5 separate regions of the Mus musculus genome follow, and regions 1, 3, 4 and 5 are each linked to region 2. Evidence: chromatin contacts called from public promoter capture Hi-C data. All regions are on one chromosome and are shown on one strand. The core of a region is the stretch at or near the end of the contact, and the rest is flanking DNA. Distances in the headings are between cores, read along the strand shown.

Region 1 (2,700 bases), core at 59-2,558, 400 kb after region 2:
CTGTGTATCTTTTAGATTTTCCCCTGGCGTGGTGAGCTTCCCCGCAGAAATTTTCCAATGGTATATAATGTCTCTCGTTTGCCGTTGTCTAGGAATTGATATTCTCAGGGTTGCTAATTCAGTTACCGTCTGTTTCCAGCTTCATTTCCCTTTTGTTTTTACAGGTTTTCCCTTACAGTCTGGACAAACAGACACTTTACCCACATACCCAAGACCCAGCCCAACTTTAACCAGAAGGCCCTTATTTTTAGTTCTTCCTTCTCCTCTCCCCTGCCTTCCTCCTCCTTGTCTCCTCCTCCTCCTCCTCCTCCTCCTCCTCAAAGATTGCTATTCATAAGCTGGGCTGGCTCCTACTGTTCATCTTTTTGCCTCAGCTTATAATTATAGGCATCTACCTCCACTGTTGGCTCCATTATTATTTCTTCTTCTTTTGAGACAGAGTCTTATGTATTCCAGGCTTGAACCCAACTCTATGTAGCCAAGGATGACTGCTTGGATTCCAGGTGTGTACACCAACTGTGATGCAGCTTGAACCCTGCTAAGCCAGTGTCTGTGTGTATTTGAGAGTGTGACTCAAATATCGAAGGCTGGTCTCAAACTCACAATATGGAAGAGGATGACCTTGAATTATTGAGCCTCCTGCCTCTGTGTCATGAGTGTCGGGATTACAGGCATGCACTACCACACTCTCCTTCTTAAAATAATTTTATTGGAGGGCAAATTCAGGTTTTGACACAGATTATTTGGTTGTTGGTAATATATTATCATATATGTGTATATAAAAATATGTACATGTATATTTGTGTGTATATAAATGTAAATATGTACATAATTATATATGTACATACATAAATATCTGTGCGATATATGTATATTTTTATGAAGAAGCATGCTTCTGTATAGTATATTTTGAAAAGATATTAAGTAACTTCCAAAAATATCCCCCGCACTCACCATCCGCTTCAATATTCTGCCCGATGGAGATGCCATACATTGCAAGAAATATATGAAAAATAGTAAGAAGGTTTATTTCCGACAGCTGGGGATGAGACAACAGGCAAAAGAACACAGCCACATACCACACCTCAGGATTAAGGAGCGAGGAGGGGAGGGGCCCAATCTCGCCGATGATTGGTTGTTGCTCTTGGCCAATCAGAAACAGCTATTGATTTTTACTAACAATGCGACCCGCCTCCCTGGAGGCTTTGACGCCACGTTTACAAATGAGGATGCGTTACGTAAGAGAGAGCTCCCGGACAGCCAATGAAAGCTTGGGGCGCTAATGGGCGGGTGAGGCCGCTGCCAGGTTTGGGGCGGAAGGGACATCTCTAGCAGAGACGGAGCGGAAGATGGCGGCGGAGGTGCTGCTGTCCAGTCTGTTGGGATTGCTATTTCTAGGGCTCCTGTTACCTGCGCGTCTGACGGGCGGTGTCGGGAGCCTGAATTTGGAGGAGCTGAGTGAGATGCGTTATGGCATCCAGATCTTGCCGTTGCCTGTCATGGGAGGGCAGGTAAGGGGTGTGGGGCGAGGTGAGGGTCCTGTGCAAGAGGAAGGGGCGCACGGTGGAGGAGGAAGGGCAACTGCGCACCGGGCTCGGGAGAATGGGGGAATGGAGAAGGGATGGTGGTGTTCCTGCGGTCCTGCTGGGAATGGCAGGCAGACCCATCCTCGGAGACCAGGCACCGACAGGGGTAGGGCTCCCCACTGTAGACCTTAGTTCCCCAGGTCGTAGTGAAATCACTGGGACCCCGCCGGGTGGGGAAGCGAGAACGCCCTCTCCTCCGCTCAGCCGGGGCAGCTGGAGGACTTGTGGCTTATTCTCTCTTCCACTGGGCACGTCCCCAGGGTCTGAAGAGGGATCTCGTTGTTCTTGGTCCCAGCCTCTGCCTCCCTGCCCCTCTTCCCGACCCTTCTTTCCCAGAGCCAAGCTTCAGACGTGGTGGTTGTGTCTTCAAAGTACAAACAGCGCTATGAGTGCCGCCTACCAGCTGGAGCTATTCACTTCCAACGTGAAAGAGAGGAGGAGACGCCTGCTTACCAGGGGCCCGGGATCCCTGAATTGTTGAGCCCAATGAGAGATGCCCCTTGTTTGCTGAAGGTGAAAGGAACTGGGGTGGGCGGAGGGAAGGCTTGGGAACCGGAATGGAGGCCAGTGGGAGTTAAAGGGCCATTGGTGTACTAGATATGTTTGGGGGGGGGGGAGCGTGGGGGGTGGGGTGGGGGCGTGCAAAGCAAAGACTCTGCTGAATGTAGGGAAAGGTTAAGATAGAAGATCTCAAAATAGGTTAAACCAACATCAGAAGGACGGTGGTGGGACCAGAAGAGCTGGAGCCTACCTGTAAAGTCACCTCCTGCTCCTATTGCTCATTACCTCAGGATGCCATTGTATTCCACGAAGTTCAGTGAATACTTGAACCTGTGGGAGTCCTCATCCAAGTGCTTCAAGGATACCATGATTTCTTATCTTTATGGAGGGCAGGGAATGATTTATGCCTGTGATCCCAGGTGGGTCACAGAGCATCATAGCCCTGTCTGAGAAGAAAGAAGAAAGAAGAAGAAAGAAGAGAAGAAGAAAAGAAGAAGAAAGGGCATGGGTGGGGATCAGTTATACTTTAGATGTGCGTCTCCAGCCACGAAAAGAAAACAGCTGTCCCTTCTCACAGAGTCGAGAATGCGGGAGGGGAGAGAAAAAGGGAGGT
Region 2 (2,700 bases), core at 140-2,639:
AAAAAACAACTCCACCCCACCTCCCCCCAAAAAAACTGAACCCAAAAACCACCACCAAAACCTGACTCACAGGGCTATGTCTCTGTCTCTGTCTCCCTCCTTCCCTCCATCCATCCCTCCCCCCTCCCTTCCCCCCTTCCCCCCCTCCCTCCCTCCCTCCCTCCCTCCCTCCCTCCCTCCCTCCCTCTTATCTGGGTATAAGAGAACAAAGTGAAGTGTTTCGTGTTGTCTGGGTCACTATTAGTGAGCCCCTTGTGTCTCCAGGGCTAAGGCATGGCTAAATGTCTACTGAATGAGTAAAGGTATAAAATGGCTATCAGAGGCCAATGGTTCTCAAAACCACTGCTTCCTGGAATCCCCAAGAGGTTTGGTTGTGTGTCTCTGAGCAGAGGCCTTAAGAAGATGTCCTCAAGCGGTGGTGGCGCACGCCTTTAATCCCAGCACTCAGGAGGCAGAGGCCAGCAGATTTCTGAGTCCGAGGCCAGCCTAGTCTACAGAGTGAGTTCCAGGATAGCCAGGGCTACACAGAGAAACCCTGTCTCAAAAAACAAAAACAAAAAACAAAAACAAAAACAAAAAAACAAAACACAAAACAAAACAACCCCCCCCCCAAAAAAAACAAAAACAAAAAAAGAAGTGGGCGACTGCTGGGGAGTAAGGGAGATGTAAATAAGAAACGAATGCAAACCGTGTGAGAAGAGGAGGGATGGCTACTCTGCTCTCACCTGACAGCTGGATAGACACAGAGGAGGCAGGCTGTGAGTCAGGGGAAGAGGACAACCCACCGGAGCCAGCGTCCGAATGCGAAGTTTCATTTAATCCCTTCTACAAGCTCTTTGTGTTGGAGTGGGCAAAGTGTGACAGGCTCATCTGAGGTCCACTGTCCTCTAACTTCACATGTAGCTGAGGCTACTAGCCTTGACCTTTCAATCTCTCTGTCTCCACTTCCCTAGTACTGGAATGACAATGTCATGGTTTAACATTGGAAGAAACGGAGGACTTTGTGTTGTAATCCTAAAGCAAGGATTTGAGTCTTTTACCCTTTCAAACTATATCTGCTTTCACTGTGTGTATTTATCTTCTAAATATGTTTTAAATCTCCCTGAGAACCATATGCTAGATATGCTTGGTAGGCATAAACCACACGAAAATAAACAAACAAACAAACAAACCAAAAAGCGCTTGCCTGGAAAACCGGAAGGAAAAACAAAACAGAAACTCTGAAGAGCTTCAAGAAAGGACATGGAGGAGCTTTAAGTCTAAGAACTTTTCAGGCAAAGCTCTCCATACCGGGACTTGTATAGATGGGAAAGAGCAAAGTAAAAAACTACAATTCCCAGAAGGCAATTTTTTAAAAAAACCCAGTACTGCGCATGCGCAGGGAACGCCTCTTTCACTCGAACTTCACGGGGGCAATTTTCTCGCGCACGCGTTCTAAGAGCAGCTGGTTTTCGACCCCGGTACTACACCGATACAGAGTTAGTGGCTAGTCCTCCTGTGCCTCCTGTAGCGATGGTATCCTTCTCTTTGCTTCGGACCACTCGGGTAAGAACAGGGTTCTGTTTACTGGATGATCAGTGGAAAGGCCCACCCAAAGTGGGGTTCTCCTGGCTCCTTGCTGCACGTGTTCTGGGGCCTCGGGGAACAGATGCTTAACCAGGAAATCCCTGAGACAGCACATGTGCGGTGGCTGGGCCCCTAGTTCTGGCGATCAGACGACCTAGGTAGGGTCTTGTAGTCACCCAGTTGACACGACTCTTAAGGTAAAGGTCCGCAGACGCTGTGTTAACAATATCCTAGCAAACAAGTGGGGTTCCCGGCTTCGATGCGCTAGTTGAATTTTTCCCGCCAGCTCTGAGCTATGGAGATGATGCAACCGAGCCTCAGTACTTTCATCACGCAAGGGTCCTGCTGCTGTGTGGGCAGGAAGGAGGTAGCGAGGTGCTGTGTGTGTGTGTCTGTGAGTGTGAGATAAAATTAAGATTTTGGGCAAACACCTTCAGCCTACCCCAACTCCCGCCAGTACACAACTCTTTCCAAGAACTGCTTAAAAGTCTATCCTCCTACTTTTTAAAGGTTGCTCTGGAAACCACCCTTTAAAAGCCTCTGGTGTTAAGCCCTGTTAGCTTGGTATCTTCTCTCATGGAGGTATTCATGTCCGGAGGCCCTGCAGGAAGTCCACCTCTTATGTTTATGAATATTTTAACTGCACTGTGTGTGCACTGCGTGCATGCCTGGGTACCCACAGAGGTCAGAGGAGGGCATCAGATCTCTTGGAACTGGAGTTACAGATGGTTGTTAGCTGTTTTGTGGGTGCTGGAAGATGAACCGCTGTCCCCCACAAGAGCAGCCAGGACCTTAGGATGGTCATTTTGTTCCTGTGTGTGGGGAGACTCTGGAATCGCAGTGTCTCTCACCTGAATTGGAGGGACATGGGCTTCTGGGGCACAAGCTTTGCTCTGTGACTTTGCAGAGTCACTCAGGGTGATTAGGGATGCGTTGTGTTAGAGTTGACCAAAACTGCCCTTTGGATAATGATCTGAACCTTTGACTCTAGAACTTGCTATTCAAGATGAAAGTGGGGGTAGAGAGCACTGACTGCTGGCCGGACCAGGCTGCGTACTTAGCCAGAGGGCTCGATCTGTACCCATGACTGAGGGCAGCTGGGAGAAGAGATCTGGACAATTTTTAATTAACCCT
Region 3 (2,700 bases), core at 190-2,689, 490 kb before region 2:
TCCAGAGGTCCTGAGTTCAATTCCCAACAACCACATGGTGGCTCACAACCACCTGTAATGAGATCTGATGCCCTCTTCTGGTGTGTCTGAAGACAGCAACAGTGTACTTACATATAACAATAAATAAATCTTAAAAAAAAAAAAAGACATGGTCTCATGTATTTCAAACTGGCCTCTCCCTCCTTTATGCTGGGATTAGAGACAATGCCCATTACACCTGGTTTATGTGTTCTTAGGAATGGAATCCAACCGTTCATGCATGCCAGGCAAGCACTCTTATCAATTGAGCTACACTCCAGCCCAATGCTCACCTTTTCTTCTAAACCTAGGAAGAAGGCAAGGTATTTTCAGCCAAGTGATTTTCAGTCTATAGAGTGTTAAAATTAATTTGAAAAAAAGGTGCGTTTCATCAACAATAATACACTCTAAAACATTACCTTCAAAACTTGGGGGCAAGAACTCACTCTGGCTTATAAAATAAACACACAAAAAAGATACAAACAAAATACAAAAGAAAAAAAAGATTCCTTACTCTGTGAGAATATACTGCGCCTATATCAATCTTATATGGATTCATTTTCTGCATCTCCTTCTCCAGTTCACTCTGGTTGTTGAAGGACTGGTAGCGAATGTAAATATCATCTTTCAGTGTGAATGAAAATTCACGGTGTTGAAAGTAATTCTTTGTCACTGCAAAATAATTTTAACTCCAGTTTAGGGCATAATGTAACCTTAACTAAAACCTTAACTAATGGGAAGACATATGTTCGTTTTTTTTTTGTTTTTTTTTTTTTTTTGGTTTTTCGAGACAGGGTTTCTCTGTGTTGCCCTGGCTGTCCTGGAACTCACTCTGTAGACCAGGCTGACCTCGAATTCAGAAATCCGCCTGCCTCTGCGTGTGCCACCACGCCCAGCCTGACATAAGTTTTTAAACGACAGGGTTTTATTGTGTAGAATAGGTTGCTCTAGAGCTTACTATGTAGCCCTGGCTCGCCTTGAACTCATGAAAATCCACATGCCCCAATCTCCAGAATGTAAGGATTATAGGTATGAGCTACTAGGCTCTCTGGAATATTTTTAACGAGTGCTCTGTGCCCAGCTCTGTTCTAGATAGCCTGTAATCTGAAGGGGCATACAATTTCACATTTGCTAGGGAGCAATAAACAGGAGCTGTAAATATTCCAAGGACGCTGCCTGTCATTGGTGAAGAAGGTGCCTCTCTTCTTCCTAGGACATCCCGCCCAAAGTATTCTCACACACGGCTCCCAGCCCCGCTACCCATCCCGTCCCAGCCTCCATCACCTCCGCCATAGTTGAGCCAGCGATAGTACTGGGCGTAGGGAAAGAGCCTTCGGTAATAAAGCTTGAGTAGCTCCGGCAGCTCCGCAGGATCAAATGGCTCCATGAAGTAAAGAACTAGACCCGGACAGGACTGACACGAGAATTGGCGGGAACAAGACAGGCCTCCATCCCTGCGCGCGCATGGACCTGCGCCGCCGGAGGGACTGCTGGGAATTGTAGTTCTTGCAGATCTCGCAGGTGTAGACGACTCCTACTGCTCCTTTTAGAGTCCATCTGCATCTTCCGGGCTCTGAAAACCTATCCATTTAACAACAGGATTGTCCCCGAAAAGGAGAGACCTTTAGCATATTGATTTTGATTAGTAATAACAAGATTCTTTTTTTCCCCCCGAGACAGGGTTTCTCTGTATAGTCCTGGAATTCACTTTGTAGACCAGGCTGGCTTTGAACTCAGAAATCTGCCTGCCTCTGCCTCCCAAGTGCAATTAAAGGCGTGTGCCACCACCGCCCGGCCAATAGTAAGATTTTAACAAGTCCTTTGCAAAAGATGAATATTTTAGAGATATTACCAATATCTCATAAAGAGATTTTGAAAAATTGTCATAGAGTTACTATATTCAGTATTCGAAATGAAGACCGCATGAGAAAAATCAACGGCTGTTTGGTCTGAGTTTTCCATGGCAAGTGAGCCAACCACCATTTTACACCTTTGGTACATAAGTACAGATGCAAAGGCTCACAGGAATGTGGGAATTTCAGAGAAAATAAATAATAAAAAGGGACGGGGTTGGGGGTGCTCAGGGAAAAGAGCCGTCGCCTAGTGGTTCTGATTGGAGTCTGTTCGTAATCTAACTGGAAGTGGGGAGACATGTTTTACTTTCTCTTGTTGGAACAAAATTGGAAGAAAATTAGTGAAGTTGTTGACTAGTAGTGAATTGATGTTTTGGACCAGTTGTTTCCGGGGTTGTTATCTGAACCAGACCATCACTGGGGAGAACAGTTTGATTTTCTGCAAAACTGTCAGACAGAGGTTTATTTCTTGCACCATTTGGTAAAATTACACTTAAGAACTTAGTTTTTAGCTGGGCAGTGGCTATGCAGGACTTTAAATTCCAGCGCTCCAGAGGCAGAGGCAGGTGTATCTATGCTTTTGAGGCCTGTTCTATAGAGTGAGTTCTGTGACCCCGCCTCAAGAAACAAAACAAAACAATAAAAAACAAGACATAACTTATTTTCTTTTGAACAATGGTTGCAAGAATAGGTCAGAGTTCTTTTGTCGTGTTTGTTTAATTTTGCATTGACATTTTTGCATTTTACTCTTTTAAATATGCATTTTTAAAAGGCAGAGTCTTCCCCAGACACTATTGGTGATGCCAAGAAGTGCTTGCTGACAGGAGCC
Region 4 (2,700 bases), core at 54-2,553, 470 kb after region 2:
CTCTTTACTCACTTCCTGCTCAGGGATGGGAGTGGGTTCCATGGTAAACTGAATCACAGATGCTCACGTTCCAGCCAAATGCTGGTGCCCTCGCCTATCTCGTGGAATCGTAGGATTTTGGCCCCAAACATGCAGGGAGGGGTGAGGAATCGGCTCTACCTGCGTTCGGACTGGAGTACAGACTGGAGAACCGGGGAAATGCCAGAAGATTGGTGGAAACTTCCGACCTCCCTCCAAGCCCAACTTGGCTGTGGGAGTCGGGGCAGGAATAAGGTGCTCAGGGGTCGACTCACGCCGTTAGCAATCCGCAAGCACGCTGGTGGCGGCGACGGTGCTCTGCCCATGATGAGAAACTACAGCGCTCTGGACAGTGACTTTCTTGTCGCAGGAGCTGCTCCACAAGTGTAGGGTCGGCAACGTAAACTGTGCGAAGTGTCCCAAAGCTGCCAGACCATATTGGCCCGTACCGCGCAGCGCCATGCACCTGAGAGAATCGGCGCATTTGAATACCTGGGCGGGTGAATTTCGTTTGGCTTGTGCCAGGGCCAAGGGTGTTGGCTAGGCTTGGGAAAAGGGAGCTTTTTCAGTGCCGGGCTAGCGTAGGGCCCCCAAATGGCAAACTTTTTCTCCCATCCCATGAAAGTTTGAGAGAGAATGGCAAAACAGTAGACATTTAGCACTTCTTTTTAGTTATCTGGCTCTAGCCTAGGGGGAGCAGTTCCTTCAGGGCTCTTCTCCTAACTGTACCTCAAGAGGAGCCTCTAGTGAAAGAAGAGGAGCGCGTAGCTTTAAGCTTCATCTGCAGGATAGCACAGCGCTCTCCCTCCTTCAGCACGCTTGTCCTGGATCTGCAGGGTTTACTGTGTATGAAGCGACAGTACATCCCTTTGCCGGGAGTTAGGTATTGACTCCGGGGCAGTGGAACCTTCTATGGTCCCAGCGTGAGTTCTTCATAATCCACAGGTCCCCACCCTCACTGACCCTCCTTCCTGTGTTCTTCACCGTGGTCCTTTCTGCCATTAAAGCCGGCTCTCCCTGCTCAGTCCTACCAAGGGCAAGGACTGCCCCCTTACCTGCAGTTCATGCAGCCTGGACAGCCCCCCTTTGCAGAAGAGTTCAGCCAGGAAGCTGAGTGTAGAGGGCCCAGGGATGTCAGACAAGCTCCGGAGAACCGACTCACTGCCTCTGGAGCCCAGCGAGGCATCCAGCTGCAGAGGCAGGTGGATTCGGTGAAAAACTCTGGAGGCGAGCTTGACTGCCTGGGTCATGTCTGTGTTTGGGGAGTCTGCTCGAGAGCACTTTTCCAGAGCATCTTCTGCACTTGCCTGGACCCATATATACCCTTGGTCCTGGAGGTGAAGACGCCCCTCTCCAAGCTCTTCAGCCAATCCCTTTGCAAGTGGTCTGTGTAGCTCAGCACCCACAACAGTAGGCAGGGCTAGGGCTGACTCTGGCTTTTGGGTCTCCTGTGACAACAGCTCCACACCAGATGTCTTGTGCTCCTCTTGTATTAATGCCCTGGTCCAGCAGCAGCCTAAAGGTCTTCCTGGGAAAGGCTGTGCCTCTGGAGTTCAGGAGCCAGAGCCTGATGGATTTCCCATTTTCCTGGGGAGCCGAGTCCCTCAGGCCCGTCCCTGGAAATTGTCACTCCCTGAATGGAAACTAGGTGGAAGGTGCAGCCTCAGTTGTTCCCATATTCTTGGGTTGTCTTTTTTGCTGTGGAGATTCACCTGCGCTGGCCACGCCTCTCACCTCCTGTGCATGTAACACCATGGAAAGATGGCACATGGCCACCTTTACCTTTTATCTATTTGTATTTTAGAGTCACTGTGGGGTTTTTTTGTTTGTTTGTTTTGTTTTTTGGTTTTCCCAGACAGGGTTTCTCTGTGTAACCCTGGCTGTTCTGGAACTCACTCTGTAGACCAGGCTGGCCATGAACTCAGAAATCAGCCTGCCTCTGCCTCCCAAGTGCTGGGATTAAAGGCGTGCACCACCACGCCCGGCGTTAGATTCACTGTTTATATGCACAATTTGCCTTTTTTTTTTTTTTAAAGATTTATTATAAGTACACTGTAGCTGTTCTCAGACACACCAGAAGAGGGCGTCAGATCTCATTACAGATAGTTGTGAGCCACCATGTGGTTGCTGGGATTTGAGCTGAGGACCTTCAGAAGAGCAGTCAGTGCTCTTGACTGCTGAGCCATGATTTGCCTTTATCCATGTGTACTTGTGTGCTCTGGTGCCTGTGAAGTCAGAAGAGGGAGTTGATAGCCTGCATCGGGAATTGTGGTGGGTGTGAGCCTGGGAACGGAACCCAGGTTCTCTACCAGAACTCTTTTTAACTGTTGAGCCATAGGCTGTCCCTTTCCTTTTAAAGACTTTAAACTATATGTTCACATATTGGTGTGTGTGTGTGTGTGTGTGTGTGTGTGTGCACTCACATGAGTGCAGCTGCCCAGAATCCAAGACACTGAATCTCCTGGAAGTGGATTTACAAGAAGTGAGTCACCCACCTTGGGTGCTAGGAACTGAATTGGGGTTTTCTGGAAGACTGAGTACTCTCATCCACCGAGGCATCTCTCCAGACTCCATCTTTGTTTCTTGGGGAAGGAAGTCTCTTAGCTCAAGGGGATCCCTCTTTGCAGACATGGGATTAGGGTTTGAGGAACAGAAATGAAGGAGTGTCTTAGTCAGTCAGAT
Region 5 (2,700 bases), core at 6-2,505, 370 kb before region 2:
TAATTAACTTTACATCTCAATTGCTGCCCCACTTCTAGTCTACCCCTCACACAGTCCCTCTCCCCATCCTCCCATCCCTTCCTCCTCTGAGAGGGTGGAGGCCCACCTTGGGTATCTCCCCACCTTGGCACATAAAGGCCCTTCAGGACTTGAGAGCAACAAGACTACTTTGATTCATGCAAACTGAGTTAGAAAGTGGTGACCATCATATGTGCAGAGGGCCTATGTCTAGCCTGCAGATGCTTTTTGGATGGTGTTTCAGTCTCTGAGAGCCCCCCAAGGGTCCAGGTTAATTGACTCTGCTGGTTGTCCTGTGGAGTTCTTAACCCCTCTGAGGCCGTTGATCCTTCTCCCAGCTCTTCCATAAGAGTCCCCAAGTTTGGGCTGGAGAGATGGCTCAGAGGTTAAGAGCACTGTCTGCTCTTCCAAAGGTCCTGAGTTCAATTTCCAGCAACCACATGGTAGCTCACAACCATCTGTAGTGAGATTTGATGCCCTCTTCTGGTATGTCTGGAGGCAGTGTACACATATACATAAAATAAATAAATCTTAGAAAAAAAAGTCCCCAAGCTTTGCATCTGTTTCAGTCAGCTTCAGCCTACTTTTTACATGGCCCAGCATCCCCTGCCCAGGGGTGACCTGGGAATGTTGCTCCCACATAGAGGATTGGACCTTCCTCTGTCTATTAGCAACCAAGAAAATGGCCCCATGGATGACATGTCTATGGGTAATCCAGTGGAAGCATTTTCTCAGGTGAGGTTCTTCCCATTTGATCATCACTTGTGTGGGTTGACAAGAACAAACAAGAGTCACAACTAACAAGAAAGGCCTGTTTAGGGTAAAGTCATTTCCTCTCCACATCAACTCTGGGGGTCACAGTGTGTCTGGGACCCCAGTTTGTGTTTCATGTTTGGGGCCGGCCCTTCCCTCTTCCTGGGCAGCTACTATATTAGGAAGGTACCAGCTCTCCATGTCCTCTCCTGTAATGTGTCCTCAGTCCAAGTGCAGGTTGGCAATAGCTTCAAACTATGCTCACAATGTCCTGGTTTGTAGTTCCAGAGTGCAAGATGCAGAGACACAAGATGAGCCTTGGACTGGACCATGGGGCCTATGTAATGAACCAAATATGTATTCCCCCCTGAGTCCAGGGTCAAAGAGCTTAAGAGAATAGATCTGTGTTATTGAACAGACAGAGGTGTTTTCTTTGGCAGCAAGACAGGGAGAGCCAAAGGGCATTGAGATATCAGAAAACCCATACTGGTCAGAGGAACATGATAGAAACCTGACATTCTCAGTGCCTATACCTTCCTGTGTAAGCAGAGGCCAGGCTCATTTTGACACAGAATATCTCTCTCTGCTTGACTTCTACAAACCATGTGGCTCTACCTGGTTGCACTGGTGGGCCTGTGGACGCTCCTGCGCTTCTTCAGGGAGAGGCAGGTGGTGAGCCATCTCCAAGACAAGTATGTCTTCATCACGGGCTGTGACTCTGGCTTTGGGAACCTTCTGGCCAGACAGCTGGACAGGAGAGGCATGAGGGTGCTAGCTGCATGTCTGACGGAGAAGGGAGCTGAGCAGCTGAGGAACAAGACATCTGACAGGCTGGAGACAGTGATCCTGGATGTCACCAAGACAGAGAGTATTGTGGCAGCCACTCAGTGGGTGAAGGAGCGTGTTGGGAACAGAGGTACCACTGAGATTCCTGTCTGTGTTGCTGGTTTGTCTCCCTGTTTGAAGGGGGCCTCCCCTTTATACTCCCTGGCCAGATCCCTAATGGGGCTTGGGGGCCCTGAAGTAACCCAGCACATCACCTGAGTACTCTCTCTCTTCCCTCTCCAGCCCCTACCTTCTGTCTCCCAACTTTCTTCAAAGTACAAAAGCAGCACGGCTTTCCAAAATCATCTCCAACCAGGACCTTTTGTTCATGTGTCTCAAATGCCATTAGAATATTAGCTTTGCCTTTCGCCTTTTATCCCCCTCCCCTTGTTTTCCTTTGTCTTTTCCTCTGCTTCCTCATCTGCAAAGGTATTGTTAATCTGTAAGATGTCTTGGACCTTCGTTCTTGTTATTAGCAGACATGAGGTGGGTGGTTCTCGAGCAGTGAGCTGACCTGCCAAGGATCAAAAGAAGCGGAAGGTATCTGTGCTGTGAGCCATTTCTTCCGGGATGGGATGCACCAACCCTGCTGACAATATGCTGTTTTTTATCCCCCACTCTCCATCCAATGCCTGTCTGAATGGTCTCAGTTTACCCGGTGGAATGTGGATTTTAGTGAAAACTAGACCTGTGATTCTTTCTTCTTTCCGCTTTTTCCAGGACTCTGGGGCCTGGTCAACAATGCTGGCATCTGTGTCTTTGCTATCAATGAGTGGCTGAAAAAAGAGGACTTTGCAAATATACTGGATGTGAACCTGTTGGGCATGATCGAGGTGACTCTGAGCATGCTGCCCTTAGTGAGGAAGGCGAGGGGCCGTGTGGTCAACATCTCCAGCTCCATGGGTCGAGTGTCTTTGTGTGGTGGTGGTTACTGCATCTCCAAGTATGGTGTAGAGGCCTTCTCAGACTCCCTCAGGTATTAGATGGTTTTGAGGTCCCGTGGGGACCCTTCAGCGAAGTGTTTTATTATAATTGCAACCTTTGAGAACCCCTCATGAACAGTCTTTTCTTTTTGGTTTGGAAGGCTCTCTTTACCTTCTCCTT

Evidence for each region. Promoter capture Hi-C pulls out the DNA fragments that hold promoters and counts their contacts. Capture Hi-C pulls out chosen DNA fragments and counts their contacts.
Region 1: a contact with region 2 is called in a promoter capture Hi-C map of pancreatic islet. The contact joins the promoter of Os9 here to the promoter of Shmt2 in region 2. A contact is called at or near these places in 7 of 39 promoter capture datasets (the C10 cell line, cranial neural crest, embryonic stem cells and 2 more), 3 of 484 Hi-C or Micro-C datasets (the G1E-ER4 cell line, embryonic stem cells and pro-B cells), 2 of 115 datasets of contacts at active chromatin or transcription factors (T-cell acute lymphoblastic leukemia and pancreatic cancer cells) and 1 of 9 other capture datasets (pancreatic islet).
Region 3: a promoter capture Hi-C map of adipose tissue shows a contact between it and region 2. The contact joins the promoter of Prim1 here to the promoter of Shmt2 in region 2. A contact is called at or near these places in 15 of 39 promoter capture datasets (the 3T3-L1 cell line, 3T3-L1-derived adipocytes, the C10 cell line and 10 more), 1 of 484 Hi-C or Micro-C datasets (cortical neurons), 4 of 115 datasets of contacts at active chromatin or transcription factors (T-cell acute lymphoblastic leukemia, embryonic stem cells, fetal liver and 1 more) and 3 of 9 other capture datasets (adipose tissue, liver and pancreatic islet).
Region 4: a promoter capture Hi-C map of embryonic stem cells shows a contact between it and region 2, with 2.1 times the contacts expected there. The contact joins the promoter of Cyp27b1 here to the promoter of Shmt2 in region 2. A contact is called at or near these places in 1 of 39 promoter capture datasets (embryonic stem cells), 2 of 484 Hi-C or Micro-C datasets (B cells and embryonic stem cells), 3 of 115 datasets of contacts at active chromatin or transcription factors (the SCID.adh cell line and embryonic stem cells) and 1 of 9 other capture datasets (pancreatic islet).
Region 5: a contact with region 2 is called in a promoter capture Hi-C map of liver, with 4 times the contacts expected there. The contact joins the promoter of Rdh7 here to the promoter of Shmt2 in region 2. A contact is called at or near these places in 1 of 39 promoter capture datasets (liver), 1 of 115 datasets of contacts at active chromatin or transcription factors (pancreatic cancer cells) and 1 of 9 other capture datasets (pancreatic islet).

What each region holds. Positions count from the first base shown.
Region 1 is chr10:127,119,768-127,122,467 of GRCm38.p6, reverse strand. It overlaps Os9 (amplified in osteosarcoma), which reads left to right and starts at 1,308. Exons shown (of 15, transcript NM_001171026.1): 1 at 1,308-1,511; 2 at 1,923-2,099. The coding sequence starts at 1,350.
Region 2 is chr10:127,521,133-127,523,832 of GRCm38.p6, reverse strand. It overlaps Shmt2 (serine hydroxymethyltransferase 2 (mitochondrial)), which reads left to right and starts at 1,389. Exons shown (of 12, transcript NM_028230.4): 1 at 1,389-1,545. The coding sequence starts at 1,513.
Region 3 is chr10:128,013,954-128,016,653 of GRCm38.p6, reverse strand. Prim1 (DNA primase, p49 subunit) reads right to left here and starts at 1,439. Exons shown (of 13, transcript NM_008921.2): 1 at 1,303-1,439; 2 at 533-690. The coding sequence starts at 1,405.
Region 4 is chr10:127,046,849-127,049,548 of GRCm38.p6, reverse strand. It overlaps Cyp27b1 (cytochrome P450, family 27, subfamily b, polypeptide 1), which reads right to left and starts at 1,303. Exons shown (of 9, transcript NM_010009.2): 1 at 1,074-1,303; 2 at 294-484. The coding sequence starts at 1,268.
Region 5 is chr10:127,887,288-127,889,987 of GRCm38.p6, reverse strand. Rdh7 (retinol dehydrogenase 7) reads left to right here and starts at 1,255. Exons shown (of 4, transcript NM_001150749.1): 1 at 1,255-1,687; 2 at 2,317-2,572. The coding sequence starts at 1,375.